Regions from separate parts of the Sus scrofa genome. Here region 2 is linked to region 1. A link is a contact called in public HiChIP or PLAC-seq data. All regions are on one chromosome and are shown on one strand. Each heading gives the region's core, a stretch centred on a gene start, on an enhancer-like site or on the middle of the called end of the contact. The rest is flanking DNA. Distances are from core to core; before and after follow the strand shown. Region 1 has its middle 32 kb from the start of C3H16orf72. Region 2 has its middle 31 kb from the start of USP7.

Region 1 (6,847 bases), core at 2,286-4,785:
TGTGTTGAACTAAAGCTTCCTTAAGCAGCTGTGCACCCTGCAATTCACCTTCGTCACAGGCATGACAGCTTCACTCATGGATCTGACCCCATCAGCATCTGAGTGTACCACCTTGGACGAACAGGACTTCATGGAATTTTCACAGTCAGCGTAGGGTACCGTTACCCAGTTTAATAGCAGAGGCCCAGACCAAGCACCGAGCTCAACAGGATTAAGGAGTGAAGTCCTGGCAGAGCAGGTCCTTCCACAATGGCCCAACAACTGGATTGGGCACTGGGAGGTGGAAGAGGGTGGAAGAGAGTCTTTAGAGGAAAAGAGGCCCATGGGATCTGGCAGCAGACACCCCCCCCCCACCGCCCCCGGGCTCTCAAATCCTGACTCCCGATCTCTGGCCCCATGCATCAGCACCCCACTCACCACCAGGAATCCCCAGGACAAGCCCTGCCCTAGAAGGGCTGTCCCTTTAAGGCTCTGGTGGGCAGACCCAGCCTTTTCCATGGAGCTGACACAGTGCTGTTTCTCTGTCATCCAAATTCCAGGCCGAAACAGGAAGTGAGTCGCCACCGGAGAATGTGGGACTCCCAGCCTAAGGGACAGGCTCAAGGCCAATGCTGGGTCCCTACAGGGGTCAGGCCTTTGGGAGGGTCAGGCCTTTGCCAGGTGCATGGCTCTTGGGTGAAGGAACACCAGTATCTGCTTGCGTCACTAATAGTATGCAACTGAGAGACGTTCTCAAACTCAATCCAAGTTCATCCAAGTTGACCAGATCACACAGGGATCTTTCAGTCCCCATCCAGGCCCCCAAAATGAAAGCGTCAGGTAATCTACACGCTCATATTCCTGGGCGGTAGTTAACCCAGGCCATCCCCACTCTGCAAGAGGACACTGAGGCTCCAGTTAAGGTAATCTGCCCATGGTCCCAATCCTAGTGAATTTGATCCACCTGGACGTGGAATGCTCAGGCGCCTTCTACACAGGGCGGAAGCAGACAGATGTGGGTTCAGATCCTGGCTGAGGCACCACCTGAAGCTTCTGGTGCCTCTGTCTTATCTGTCAAATGGGGATCCCCTCATCCTATCAACAAGTATTTCCTCCCGGATGTCTGCTCGGTGGCAGGCACAGTGACAGGTAAAGGGCCCACGACACAGTCCAGGAAAGGCAGACGCAGCTCAAAAGTAAACCAGTAAATGAAATGACCACCGGATGAGAACAAGGGCTTGAGAGGATGGTGGGGAAGGGCCGCTGAGCTGAGTGAACACAAACCAGGAAGAATAAAGGGGCGGCCTTCGCCACCAATGGGTCAAAGGGAGGAAATCAAAATCCAGCACCCCTAAGACCTGGAGCAAAAGCTCATAAGGATGGGCCTCTGGGGAAGGGTCCAGTGCGGTGACCACCCCCACACCCCGCCCGGTACGACCTGCTAGGTCATGCCCAGGAAGGGGACGCCCAGGCCGCCACCTTCGGAGAACGCCAGCGCGGGTGACAGCACTGCGGCCTCGGGCCCTGGTCCTCCCTAGCCTGGGACAGAGCCGGCTCGCGGCCCAGAGCCTGGAAACGACCCCCCTGAGCCTTGAGGCCCCCACCCCCGGCGGCGTAAGCCCCTGTGAGGAGGAAACAAGCCCCAGCGGGGACGCGCTGGCCGCCTACCCTGTCGGCGCTCGGGCTTCCTGAGCTGGAGGCGCGCCCGCTGCGCGGGGCCTAGCGAGCGGGTTTAAAGCGGGGTTCACTGCGCAGCTCCGTCTCCCGCACGTCGGGTCCCAGGCGGCGCCGCTGGGCACAGCCCACCCCTTCCCTCCGTGGTGGTCCCTCGCCGACCCCTCCTCCCCAGAGCGCCCCCTCTGGCCTGGGGGCCTCGGCGGCCCTGCGGCCTCGCAGCAGCCGGGATGAGGCGCTTGGTGCTCACTGGAAGCCAGGGCCCCTTCCCGTGCGGCACCGCCTCATCCCGCCCTCACCAACAAGCCCCTCACCAGCGGGAAACCGAGGCCTGGGTGGGTGAGTGGGTGACTGGCCACGAGGTTCCAGGCGCCCCGCACACGCGCCGGGCAGCGGCCACCCAAGTCTCACTCTTCCTCATCCGGAAAGTGCAGCTGGCGGACCTGCCTACGAGGAGCTTTTCGTTGCAATATTCATGACTAACACAAGGTCCACATCTGTAGGGGCGGGTGAGGGAAGAGCTCTAACCTATTTTAACTGAAAACAAAAATGCAGTTGAAAGCGCTTGTGACCTTTTATATAGTTTCTCGAGAACACATATATTCAAGTACATGCGTAGCAATTCTTTTTCATGTGCACCCAGTCACTCTGGATGAGGTAGGGAGGCTTAGGGTCTGCAGGGATGGGAGGAGGTGCACTCCACCCTCATTTTCTGGAATGCTCTTCCAAACTGAGTTAATGCAATGGCTGGCATTGCTCGGGGACCAGAGTCCTTTGTTTTCTGCTGTTTTCATCAGCCTTGGCCCTGCTTCCCTCATGGTCGCAGGCCACACAACTCCAGGCTCAACTACACACAGGATGACATCCAGGAGACATTTCACCTTGAACTTTTTCGTACTATTTTTCTAAGTGCACGTATTATGGATGTACAATGTACACTGAGGTGGAGTTCTCTCGTGGTCTAGCAGGTTAAGGACCCAGCATTATCACTGCTGCAGTGCAGGTTCAACCCTGGCCCAGGGAACTTCCACATGCCAGTGTGGCCAAAAACAAAAACAAACTAAACAGAGCTAACCAGGTAGTAGCACTTAGGATCCACTTTTACTTTATCCTTTAATTTACCTTCTTTACAAAGAGAAACAGAATCCCCACCCGAGACCTTTGGATTCAGTGTGGAGGTGGGTCGTTCAGGAACCTGTTTTGATTTTTGGTTTGTTTTTTCTAGGGTGCACCCGAGGCTTGTGGAAGTTCCCAGGCTAGAGGTTGAATCAGAGCAATAGCTGCGATCCTTCGCCACAGCCACAGCGACCACACCACAGCTCACGGCACTGTGGGATCCTTAACCCACTGAGCGAACTCAGGATGAATGTGTGTGTGTATGTGTGTGCGGTGTGTGTGTGTGTGTGTGTGTGTCTTTTCTAGGGCTGCTTCCCGCGGCATATGGAGGTTCCCAGGCTAGGGGTCCACTCAGAGCTGTAGCTGCTGGCCTACACCACAGCCACAGCAACTCGGGATCCGAGCTGTGTCTGCGACCCCACACCACAGCTCATGGCAACACCGGATCCTTAACCCACTAAGCAAGGCCAAGAATTGAACCTTCAACCTTATGGTGCCTAGTCGGATTCACTAACCACTGAGCCACATCGAGAACTCCAGGAACCTGTATTTTTAAACCTCTCCCAAGGTGACACAGCCCTGCCAGGTGCAGGAGAGCCACCTCCCGGGACACAGCTGCTTGGTCACTCCTGGTGGGCCAGGATTCCCAGCGCCCTGGGACCTTGTGAGTATAAACTTCCTTCCGCCAAGCCCAGTAAGACAGCCTCCCCAGAGGAACAGACTGGTGGTGTCCAGACTTCCTCAAAGCCTGAGGGACTGAAGGTGGCTGGGCAGGCAGCCAAGGGGAGGGGAGGGGTGGAGTCCTCTGACAGCTGCCCTCAGCCTCAGGGCTGGCCCTGAGAAGCCCAGTGCCACTGGCCACCTGCCCAGTCAACAATCCAGAAAGGGCCAGGCCACATTCCCCTCTGCACTCTTGGCTGAATGAACCAGAGGTCCTCAGACAATGGTTCTGACTGCAGAAGTTTGAAAAATGCTGCTGCCTAGGTGCCACCCCCAAGGAGGCCCCAGCTAGTTGGTCTGGGGTACACTTGACCACGGCTGATTCTACTATGTGCAAGCAGGGCGAGGACCATGGAACTGGGGGGGAAGAGTGAACATAAGGAAAGGACTTTGCTGGAGGCGAGTGTAGAACCCAGAAGAGATCCTGCTCACGCCCCAAAATGGGGATTTTATCCAGAGGGACGATGGCGGTTACTATTTCTGGGCTCCTGTGTGTGCTTACCACGTGCCAGCTGTCGTCCAAGGCATCTTCACCTCTTCCCGGACCTGAGGGAGGGCTCACCTCACTCACCAAGTCCTGCTCTTAACCAGCTGGTTCTTGGAAGACTGTGAAGGCTCACAAAAAAAAGAGTGAAGACTTTTCATGAAAACCTAGAAAACTGCAAGCTACTTTACACCTACTCATTCAAGAAATGTCCAGCTTTCCTACCCTTTGTGCCTGGTGCTGACGTCCAGAGCTGGGCACTCAAACTGGATGGGAAAGCACGCAGTAGTTCACATAGCATCCTGTTCAGAGAAATGGCAAGAAACCGAAAAGTGGAGTGCACCACCCTCGGAGAGCTAAGAACTTTCTACAAGTTGTTGCAGTGGTGTGTGGGTCTGTGTGTATGTGTCCACACTAGGTCTTGATGGGAAAGGCATTTCTTATTGTCAGTCACAGTCCGAAACACTTGAGAAACAGAGACAGATGGGCAAGAGACAAGCCTTCGTGTACCGAATATAATTGTGTAAGCAAACGCAGTTCTGTTAACCTAAGAAGCCCCCAACTGTAACTGCGTGGTAGTTACAAATTTCTAGATACACCTTGAAATTCACTTTGTGGCCATGACACCCAAAGTAGAAGAAATGGGTGAAAAGAGTATAAACAGCCTTCTCCATGGTTTGGAAAGCGTCCCCCACTCCCCCAGGAATTTCAGCCCAGCACCACCATCACCCCTAAGACCGACCAATGGTGGGCCTTAATGTCTTCCTCAAGTCTCGACGGTACAATAGCACATACCTTGGTAGATTTATGGAGAAAGATCTCCGGACTATTAGTCCACGGGGCGCCCAGGGGCTGAATCGGCCCAGGGAAACCAGGAGTGGAAAGCTGCCCCCAGCATCCCCAAACCCTTCCTTCTTCTCCGTCAGGCTGCTTAACCGTTTTCAGCCTGCTGAGCATGCTAGTTGTTGCAGCTGGATGGAGCCCAGGATTCCTAGAGCTCTCAAAGGCGGTCCCACGAATGATGGGACTTCAGGCCGCTCAGAGCGCACATCCAGCAGACCTGCAGCAAAGGACCAGCACAGCTACCATGTACGGCTGTGCCGCAACCAAATGCAGAGCAAACACGTCGGCCCAGCGTCGCCTGCCCTTGGGTTCGGGGGGCCTGGCTCCCCCAATTCCAGCATTAAGGATGATCCCCTGTACTTGCTGTCCTGTGGCATCACCGGTAGGCGCTGGCTTCACTCTGGAAAACAACATCTCACCCACCTGTGGACAAGCTTTTGTCCTAAAAACTGATCATTTCTCAGACTACAAGCTTCACCAAGTGCTTGATACCGGCCCTCGATCCGTTTGCAAGACCGGGGCTTCCATGTTACGGTCTCATAAAACACTGAACTCTCACGCAGCCACCTGTCAGTCAACCAGCAGCACAGCTTAGTGGTTACATCCACAAAGGACTAAGCAAAGTGTTGGGAAGGTTACGCTCCAAAACGTTTCAGTTTTTACCTTTGGGGAGGGGTGAAAGAGGACAAGTTGAAAGGGTCTTTAAGGTGAAATGTCTGACATTTTAATTTTCTTCACAAAAATGCATGAGTGTTAATCTCTTCAATGGCACATTTAAAAAAAGAAAAAGCTATCAGAATTATTTAGCGTTGATATTCCAGACTTAAGGACTCCTCTGATGAGAAGCAGATTCAAACAGTAGACGTAAGTCTACTCACAGAATTCAAGGCACTAAACTTCGCATTGTTCTTTTTTTTTTTTCTATTTCAGAGATGATGAAACAGAACCCAGAGAGAGAAACTTACCCAGGTTCTCATACCTAGTAAATGGTGAAGTCAGCATTCAAATCCACATAATTTCAAGCAAAGATTCTTCTTTCATACAAGGGGGCAGAAGGTAAGTGAACACTGTAAGATCTTTTCTGTCCACTAGTAGTAGATACGCAACACCGGCTAAGATGTAGGGAGAAAAGTCACTCTCATCACCATGGTGATGCAACTATTAACTGATCCTCCTACTTTGATAGGACCGTTCAATATTTTAAATATGTGAATTCCTTTGAACCAGCCATTTCCCCTGCAGAAATTTATCCTAGGGAAACCTAAAAAAAAAAAAAAAAAAAAAAAACCCAACCCTAGACTGTTCACTGTTACAAACTATAGAAAACTGGAACCCCATAAAGGCTCAGACACAACAGAATCCTATTCAGTCCTAAAATGTCACCATCATGTCTATGTTCTGATGTAGAAAGATGTGCACATACTATAAGCTGATGTGTGGCTGGATTTTGGCAATTTCAAATTTTGAAGCATTAACTCAATACAAGCAAAATTAGGGACTAAGAAATTTGGAGTAGCAGAGTTCCCGCTATGGCACAGCAGGTTAAGGATCCAGCGTTGTCTCTGTGGCAGCGCAGGTTCGTTCCCAGCCCAGCACAGTAGATTAAGGTTGAGTATCCAGTGTTGCCGCTGTTATGGCACAGTTCGCAGCTGCAGCTAGGATTCAACCCCTGGCCCAGGAACGTCTACACACTGTGGGTGCGGCCATAAAAAAAGAAAAGAAATTTGGAACAGCATCAGTGAAATGTCTCAGTTTTGCCAAGGGCCACGAAATTTGTGTTGGACTCTCAAAAACCCTTCTGTGTCACAGGCTAACGTGACAAAGACCATGCAAGTCCTGTAACAGAAAGTTAAACTCAGTCAACTGCATCAGTACAACACACGGAGTCGACAGCTAAAACACTGTCCCCACAAACATTCCAGTGTGGAGTTTGGAAGCTAGGCTTCCGAGGTACAGTCATCTGAACTGATTAAAGTTGCAGCAGCTGTCAAAGAGGGAGCAGGTCCTAAAAAAAATCAGAGCAGAATCATC
Region 2 (7,723 bases), core at 2,961-5,460, 100 kb after region 1:
GGGAGCAGGTGGGGACTGGGCATGCCCGCTCAGTTTCCATGCTTGCAAGGCTGCCGCCTGCTGGCAGATACGCAGGGAGGAAGCTGAGCACCCAGTCTGAATCCGCTTCTGGCTTGCCCACATCAGGAGTAAGTGGGTGCTTTGTGGTTTCTACTCTGGCAGTTCAACCCATCAAAGTCACAGCGGGTCCCTCTGGCCCCCCGCTGAGCAGGCTGACCTGTCACCAGCCTAAGGAGGTGCCAGCTATGGTAGAAGCAGCATCAACGAGAAGGTGGGCAGAAGGAGCAAGCATCTGCCCCACTTTCCCGCAAGCAACAGGCTTGTGTCCCCTACAGGTGGCACCTGGCAGGAGGGAAGACCTTGCCCCACTTTTTCCCAGGGAAACTTTCCTTCCTTACCTGCTTCTGGGAAAACACAGACAACGCTGGCTTCCCCCGAGCTTGGCATTGCATGGAGGTCAAGAGCACAGATTCTGGAACTGGGTTCAATCCCATGTTCTGCTGTGTGATGTCAGGCAAGTTACCGAACTGCTCTGTTCCTGCCTCAGTTTCCTCATCTGTAAAATGGGGATCACAGAGCCCATGCCTCCTTGCGTCAGGGTGAGGATTGAATGAGTTAATGTGTGTTGGTGCCCAGAGCACTCACTGCCTGTGATATGGTGAATGAGAAATAAGTGTTTCTTGGTGCCATTGTTTATACTACTCCTCATAATAATTCATGAATGGTCTCCAAGCATTTCCCAGATCCCTGAGCTTGTGTGAAACCTTTAGGTTCACGGTATAATCCCAGTAGGTTCTGGAACAGTTTGATAGTGGAAATGGTTGCACAACATTGTGAATGTACTTAGTACCAGCAACTTGTGAATACTGCACTTTAAATTGGTTAAGATAGGCATTCCCATTGTGGTGCAGTGGAAACAAATCCAACCAGTATTCATGAGGACATGTGTTCGATCCCTGATCTCCCTCAGTGGGTTAAGGATCCAGGGTTTCTGTGAGTTGTGGTGTAGGATGCAGATGCGGCTTGGATCCCGCGTTGGCGTGGCTGTGGCATAGGCTGGCAGCTGCAGCTCTGATTTGACCTCCTAGCCTGGGAACTTCCATATGCCACAGGTGCGGCCCTAAAAAACAAAAAAAATAAAAATAAAATAAAACGGTTAAGATAGGGAGTTCCCGTTGTGGCTCAGTGTGTTAATGATGGGGTGTAATATCCATGACAATGCAAGTTCCATCAGTGGGCTAAGGATTCCGTGTTGCTGAAGGCTGCGGTGTAGTTTGCAGATGTGGCTCAGATCCAGTGTTGCCATGGCTGTGGTGTAGGATTGGAGCTGCAGCTGCCAGCCTACACCACAGCTCAGCAACGCTGGATCCTTAACCCACTGATCAAGACCAGGGATCAGGAGTTCCCGTCGTGGCTCAGTGGCTAACGAATCCGACTAGGAACCATGAGGTTGTAGGTTCAATCCCTGGACTTGCTCAGTGGGTTAAGGATCCAGCGTTGCTGTGAGCTGTGGTGTAGATTGCACATGTGGCTCGGATCCCGCATTGCTGTGGCTCTGGCGTAGGCCAGGAGCTTCAGCTCCGATTCGACCCCTAGCCTGGGAACCTCCACATGTCACGGTGGCCCAAGAAATGGCAAAAAGGCAAAAAAAACCAAAAAAACAAAAAAAAAAACAAAACCAGGGATCAAACCCACATCCTCATGGATACCAGTCGGGTTCACAACCCACTGAGGCACAGCGGGAACTCCCCTCTCAACAAGTCTTTACTGAGCACCTACTATGTGCAGGGCACAGTGCTTGGCCCTAGGAACGAGCCTGTGAAACAGTCAAGTCCAGCAAGGATTTCTGTAAACAGGAGAGCTCCTGGAACTGATATAATTTGAAAGGGCTAATCAAAGTCATCTGAACTCCTCTCTTTCTAAATCCAATTATTTTCGGTGTGCGCAGCAGCGGGGATGAGTCATGAGTCATCTGCAAGCTTCCTCTGGCCTTACTTTCTCAGGGAGGAGAAGGATAAAAAATAGATACGTCTCAAAGTGCCAGGAAGAGAAGCAAAGCAGGCTGAGGGAAAGGGAGGGTGGTCCGGGAGTGCCTTCTAAGCAGGGACAGAAGGAGGTAAGCGTCCAGCAGCCCTGGTTTCTCCGGCCGCCACCCTTGCTCCCTGTTAGGGGGATGTTGCCCTGTGCCTCAGTGTTTGGATTCTGAGAAATGGAAATAAGGACGCTAGAACCTGAGGTTACTCTGCAGGTGGAACCAAGCCATGCACGGAGAACCTGAGTGTGGCCGTCACTGTCACGGGGACACTGTTGGGCAGGGCGCCCTGGGTTTCCAGAACATCTCCTGCAGACTCTGATATTGACTGAGGTCAGCTCACCTCTATACCGACTGTCCAAAATCATGATAGTAGTAATTATAATCATAATTTCTTGTTCCAACAGTTAATGTCCAGTCTGCCCCACCTGCTCTGCCTCCTCCCCATCTCCCCAAAGCCTGCACAGAACAGGGACTAAAAACAACTTGGTGGGAGTTCCTTTTGTGGCTCAGTGGGTTAAGAACCCAACTAGTATCCATGAGGGTGCGGGTTTGATCCCCGGCCCCGCTCAGTGGATTAAGGATCTTCCTTGTCATAAGCTGAAGTGCAGGTCGCAGATGTCACTCAGATCTGGCATTGCTGTGGCTGATGTAGGCCGGCGGCTGCAGCTTCACCTTGATCGCCTATCCTGAGAACTTCCATATGCCACAAGTGTGGCCCCGAAATACAAAAAAAAAAAAAAAAAAAAAAAAAAATTCGGTGAGTGAATGAATGACTCCAAAGAATGCCCACGTTTTACCTTAGAATTGGGATAGCCCTGCCCACGTTTCTCCCCCTCCCACATTTCCAGGAGGACGTGGCATTGGAGCTGAGCCTTGAAGCTAAACCAAGAGGGAGGAGAGGGCAGAGGCTTTGCATTAAGGAGGGAAAGACCTGGAGGCTGGCTTCTGGCTCTTTCTGAGCTGCTGGGAGACAGGAGGGGTCTCAGGTGGGTGTGATCAATTTTGGCCTCCTGGGTGGAGACGGCTTGACTCTCACACCCAGACTGACCTGGGGCCCTGCCCCCTCTGAGGAGGAACCCTGTCCGCCCCTCCTGGGCCAGAACCTGCTTCAGCAGCCTTTCGTGGCTGCCCCTGACCACGTCTGGAACATTCCTGTTTGTTTGTCTGCAGCCCGAGCCCCAGCACCTCCGCCCAGACTCCCACGACCCATCCTCACTCTGCAGGTGGCATTGGGCTGTTTTTCAATGTTTGGGTGCCTGTTGAGTGAGGGCCTACTAGATGCCCGGCCCTGTTTGGGTGCTGCGGGAACCGTGGAGACAAAAGTCCCTGACTTTGGGAGAACCTGTAGTGGCTCACCGGCTTGTGAACCCGACCAGCACCCACGAGGATATGGGTTTGATCCCTGGCCTCACTCAGTGGGTTAAGGATCTGGGGTTGCTGTGAGCTGTGGTGTAGGTCAAAGACACAGCTCAGGTCTGGCGTTGCTATGGCTCTGGTGTGGCCTGGCAGCTTCAGCTCCGATTCATCCCCTAAGGCAAGAACTTCCATATGCCACAGGTGTGGCCCTAAAAAGCAAAAAAAAGTCTTTGGCCTTGAGGAGCCTGCATTCATTGGGAAGAGACAAGAGAAGTGAAATACAGAGGGTCATGGGGGTCTCTGGGGAGGAATAACTTGGGGGAGGGCAGGGGAGGAGGGCTGCAGGTCAGGTAAGGGTGTGGGGGGTGGGGATGGGGGTGGGGTCTTGTGGGAGGACTGCTGGGACTCCTTGCTGCTGCCAGTGGGAGGTCTAGGTGCGGCCCTAAAAAAAAGAAAGAAAAAGAAAAAGAAGCAGGCTCCTAGATATAGAGAACGAACACGTGGTTAGCTTTGCAGGGGGAGCAATATCAAGGTGAGGGGGTGACAGGTACAAAGTATCAGGTATAAGACAGGCTCAAGGGTGTATTGTACATCACGAGGAATGTAGCCAATATTTTTTTTTCTTTTCTGCTGCATCTGTGGCCTATGGAAGTTCTCAGGCCAGGGATCGAACCCAAGCCAGAGCTAGAATGTAACCTAAGCTAGAGCTGCAGCAACGCCAGATCCTTAACCCAGTGTGCTGGTCAGGGGATCTGTGGAGGCCAAAGAGGCAAGTCGGACCATTAACAGGTTGCACCACAGTGGCAACTCCGAGCCAACATGTTGTAACAAGTGTAAATGGGAAGTAAGCTCCTCATTGTACTCACAGAGTTCCCCAGTGGCTCAGTGGGTTAAGGATCTGCCATTGTTGCTGCTGTGGTTCCGGTCACTGCTGTGACATGGGTTCAGTCCCTGGCCCAGAAACTTCCACATGCTGTGGGCATGGCCAAAAAGAAAAAAAAAAAAAAAAAACTTGGGAGTCAAGTAGCTGTGTATTTAACGAATGGCTATAGCTGAAGCAGATTTTACTCAACATTAAAAATGTTTTATTCTTTACTTTTATTAAGGTGTAATTTACACAGCATAAACTTAACCCATTTAAAGTGTACAATCCGGGAGTTCCCCTTGTGGCCCAGAGTTATGAACCCAGTTAGTATCCATGAGGATGTGGGTTTGATCCCTGGCCTCTCTCAGTGGGTTAAGGATCCAGTGTGGCCATGCGCTGTGATGTGGGTCACAGACACGGCTCTTATTCGACCCCTAGCCAGGGAGTTTCCACATGCCCTATGCCTGGGGTGTGGCCCTAAAAAGAAAAAAAAAAGGAAGAAGTAAAGTGTACAAACCGATGTTTTTAGTAATGTTTTACACTTCTGCCACCTTCCCTGTAATCTAATTTTAGAACCTTTCCATCCCTCTCAAAGGATCCCTTGGGTCCATTTACAGTTAATCCCCTTTGCTCCACCAGCCCAGGCAACCACTAATCCACTTTCTGTCTGGATGCATTTGCTTATTCTGGATATTTCATATGAATGGAATCCTACACTACGTGGCCTTTTGCATCTGACTTCTTTCACTGAGCAGCATGTTTTCTAGGCTCATCCACATTGTAGCACGTGTCGGTAGTTCATTCCTTTTTATGGCTGAATAGTATTCAGTGATACCAATAAACTATGGTTTATTTATCTGTTGAGCTGTGGTCATTCAGTTCTTTCAGTTTTTGGGTTTTTTTTTTTTTTTTTTTTTTTTTTTTTGGTTTGTTTTGCTTTTGTTGTTTTTTAGAGCCGCATCTGTGGCATATGGAAGATCCCGGGTTAGGAGTTCAATCTGAGTTGCAGCTGAAGCCTACACCACAGCCACAGCCATATGGGATCTGAGATGCATCTGCAAGCTATATGGCAGCACCAGATCCTTAACCCAGCTGAGCAAGGCTAGGAATCTAACCTGTGTCCTCATGGATATTAGTCAGTTCTTAACCTGAGGAGCCAAAGAGGAATGCCTCAGTTCTTCCAGTTTTGGGCTATTGTGAATAATGCCCCTAGAAATGTTGACCCTTAGGTTGGTATTGCCATGTGTTTTCATGTGTTTTGGGCAGATACCTAGGAGCAGAATGGCAGGCTGGATGGTAAATTGATGCTTATTAAGAAAACTCCAGTACTGTTTTAGAAGTGCTTTCTGGAGTTCCCATCGTGGTGCAGCAGGAACGAATCTGACTAGGAGCCATGAGGTTGAGGGTTTGATCCCTGGCTTCCCTCAGTGGGTTAAGGATCCGGCATTGCTGTGAGCTGTGGTGTAGTCTGGCAGCGGTAGCTCCAATTGGACCCCTAGTCTGGGAACCTCCATATGCCGTGGGTGCAGCCCTAAAATAAATAAATAAATAAATAAATAAATAAATAAATAAATAAATGCTTTTTAAAAGGATGCAGAGTGTTGGAGTTCCCTTCATGGCTCAGCAGTTAACTAACCTGACTAGTATCCATGAGGACGTGTGTTCAATCCCTGGCCTCGCTCAGTGGGTTAAGGATCCTTCGTTGCTGTGAGCTGTGGTGTAGGTTGCAGACGAAGCTCAGATCTCACATTGCTGTGGCTGTGGTGTAGGCCGGCAGCTGCAGCTCCGATTCGACCCCTAGGGCCACAGCTAGATCAGGATTCCAACGAAGATGTCAGTCTGTAGAGACCCCATCCTTAACCACACACGCACTCTCGGAAGCCCTTTATTCCTTTAGAAATTGGAAATCTGGGAGTTCCCGTCGTGGCGCAGTGGTTAACGAATCCGACTAGGAACCATGAGGTTGCGGGTTCGGTCCCTGCCCTTGCTCAGTGGGTTAACGATCCGGCGTTGCCATGAGCTGTGGTGTAGGTCACAGACGTGGCTCAGACCCCATGTTACTGTGGCTGTGGTGTAGGCTAGCAGCTATAGCTCCAATTAGACCCCTAGCCTGGGAACTTCCATATGCTGCAGGTTCGACCCTAAAATGACAAAAAAAAGAGAAAAGGAATTTTGGGGAGTTCCCACTTGGTGTGGTTGGTTAATGATCTGATCTGTCTCTGTGGGGGCACCAGTTTGATCCTTGGCCCAGTGCAATGGGTTAAGGATCCACCGTTGCCACAACTCCAGAGTAGGTGGCAGCTCTGGCTCAGATTTGACCCCTGGCCTGGGAACTCCCATATGCCTTGGATGTGGCAGAAAAGGAAAAAAGAAATCTTATTTTGATTTTTTTTTTACCAGGTGTGCAAATTCTTTCTATTTAAGAAAACATTCTACTCCCTTTTTTAGAGGAGTTGTACTCCAGAGCTGGTGGTTAATTTCTGGGAACTCTGACTTTGTTTCACAGGGCAGCGTCCTGGACACAGGAGGCACTCAGTGATGTTTGGGATGTGAATGGAGACAGCGTATACGCTCAGCAGGGGAAGAAAAGGAGACTCAGATTTAAGAACAGTGCTGGCAACCAGTTTAGTCCTGAAAATATAGCCGATAGGAAGTTTTCTGATGGCGAGAATCTCCACTCTGATTTCTTAAACCTTTTATTTTTGGTCTTTTTTTGTCTTTTCTAGGGCTGCACCTGCGGCATATGAAGGTTCCCAGGAGAGGGGTCCAATCAGAGCTACAGCCGCCGGCCTACAGCACAGCCACAGCAACACGGGATCCAAGCCGCGTCTGAGACCTACACCACAGCTCATGGCAACACCGGATCCTTAACCCAATGATCAAGGCCAGGGATCAAACCCACAACCTCATAGCTCCTAGTTGGATTTGTTAACCACTGAGTCACGACAGGAACTCCCTGATTTCTTCAAACTTTTTATTTATTTATTTGTCTGTTTGCTATTTCTTGGGCCGCTCCTGCGGCATATGAGGGTTCCTAGGCTAGGAGTCCAATCAGAGCTGTAGCCATCAGCCACGCCAGATCTGAGCCACGTCTGCAACCTACACCACAGCTCACGGCAACGCCGGATCGTTAACCCACTGAGCAAGGGCAGGGACCGAACCCGCAACCTCATGGTTCCTAGTCGGATTCATTAACCACTGCGCCACGACGGGAACTCCTTCAAACTTTTTAAAACTGAGTTATAAAATAGCCTAAACTCATTACTCATGGATTCTGTATTTGCGAAATCACCTACTCACTAAAATATATTTGTAGCCACTAAACCCACACACACAGTCTTTCCAAGGTCATTCCTGGGTAAATACCTGAGTCGCTTTCCCAGCTGACATCGAACAAGGTGACCGACGCCCTCCCTATAGTTTTGGCTCTGATACTGTGAACTGGTGTTCTTTTGTGATCTTTTTGT

What was found. HiChIP or PLAC-seq counts read pairs in DNA pulled down with a chosen protein or histone mark.
Region 2: an H3K27ac HiChIP or PLAC-seq map of alveolar macrophages shows a contact between it and region 1. The contact joins two enhancer-like sites. A contact is called at or near these places in 6 of 47 Hi-C or Micro-C datasets (embryonic fibroblasts, liver, retroperitoneal adipose tissue and 2 more) and 1 of 2 datasets of contacts at active chromatin or transcription factors (alveolar macrophages).

The regions. Positions count from the first base shown.
Region 1 is chr3:33,619,531-33,626,377 of Sscrofa11.1, forward strand. No RefSeq gene overlaps it. Among named protein-coding and RNA genes, the nearest start is that of C3H16orf72, 32 kb to the right of the region's middle. Within about 2 kb of position 3,536, at least 31 of the 83 cell types and tissues checked have an H3K27ac peak or open chromatin away from gene starts, as enhancers often do. A contact at or near this core is called in alveolar macrophages, where this site is marked.
Region 2 is chr3:33,719,896-33,727,618 of Sscrofa11.1, forward strand. No RefSeq gene overlaps it. Among named protein-coding and RNA genes, the nearest start is that of USP7, 31 kb to the right of the region's middle. Within about 2 kb of position 4,211, at least 1 of the 83 cell types and tissues checked has an H3K27ac peak or open chromatin away from gene starts, as enhancers often do. A contact at or near this core is called in alveolar macrophages, where this site is marked.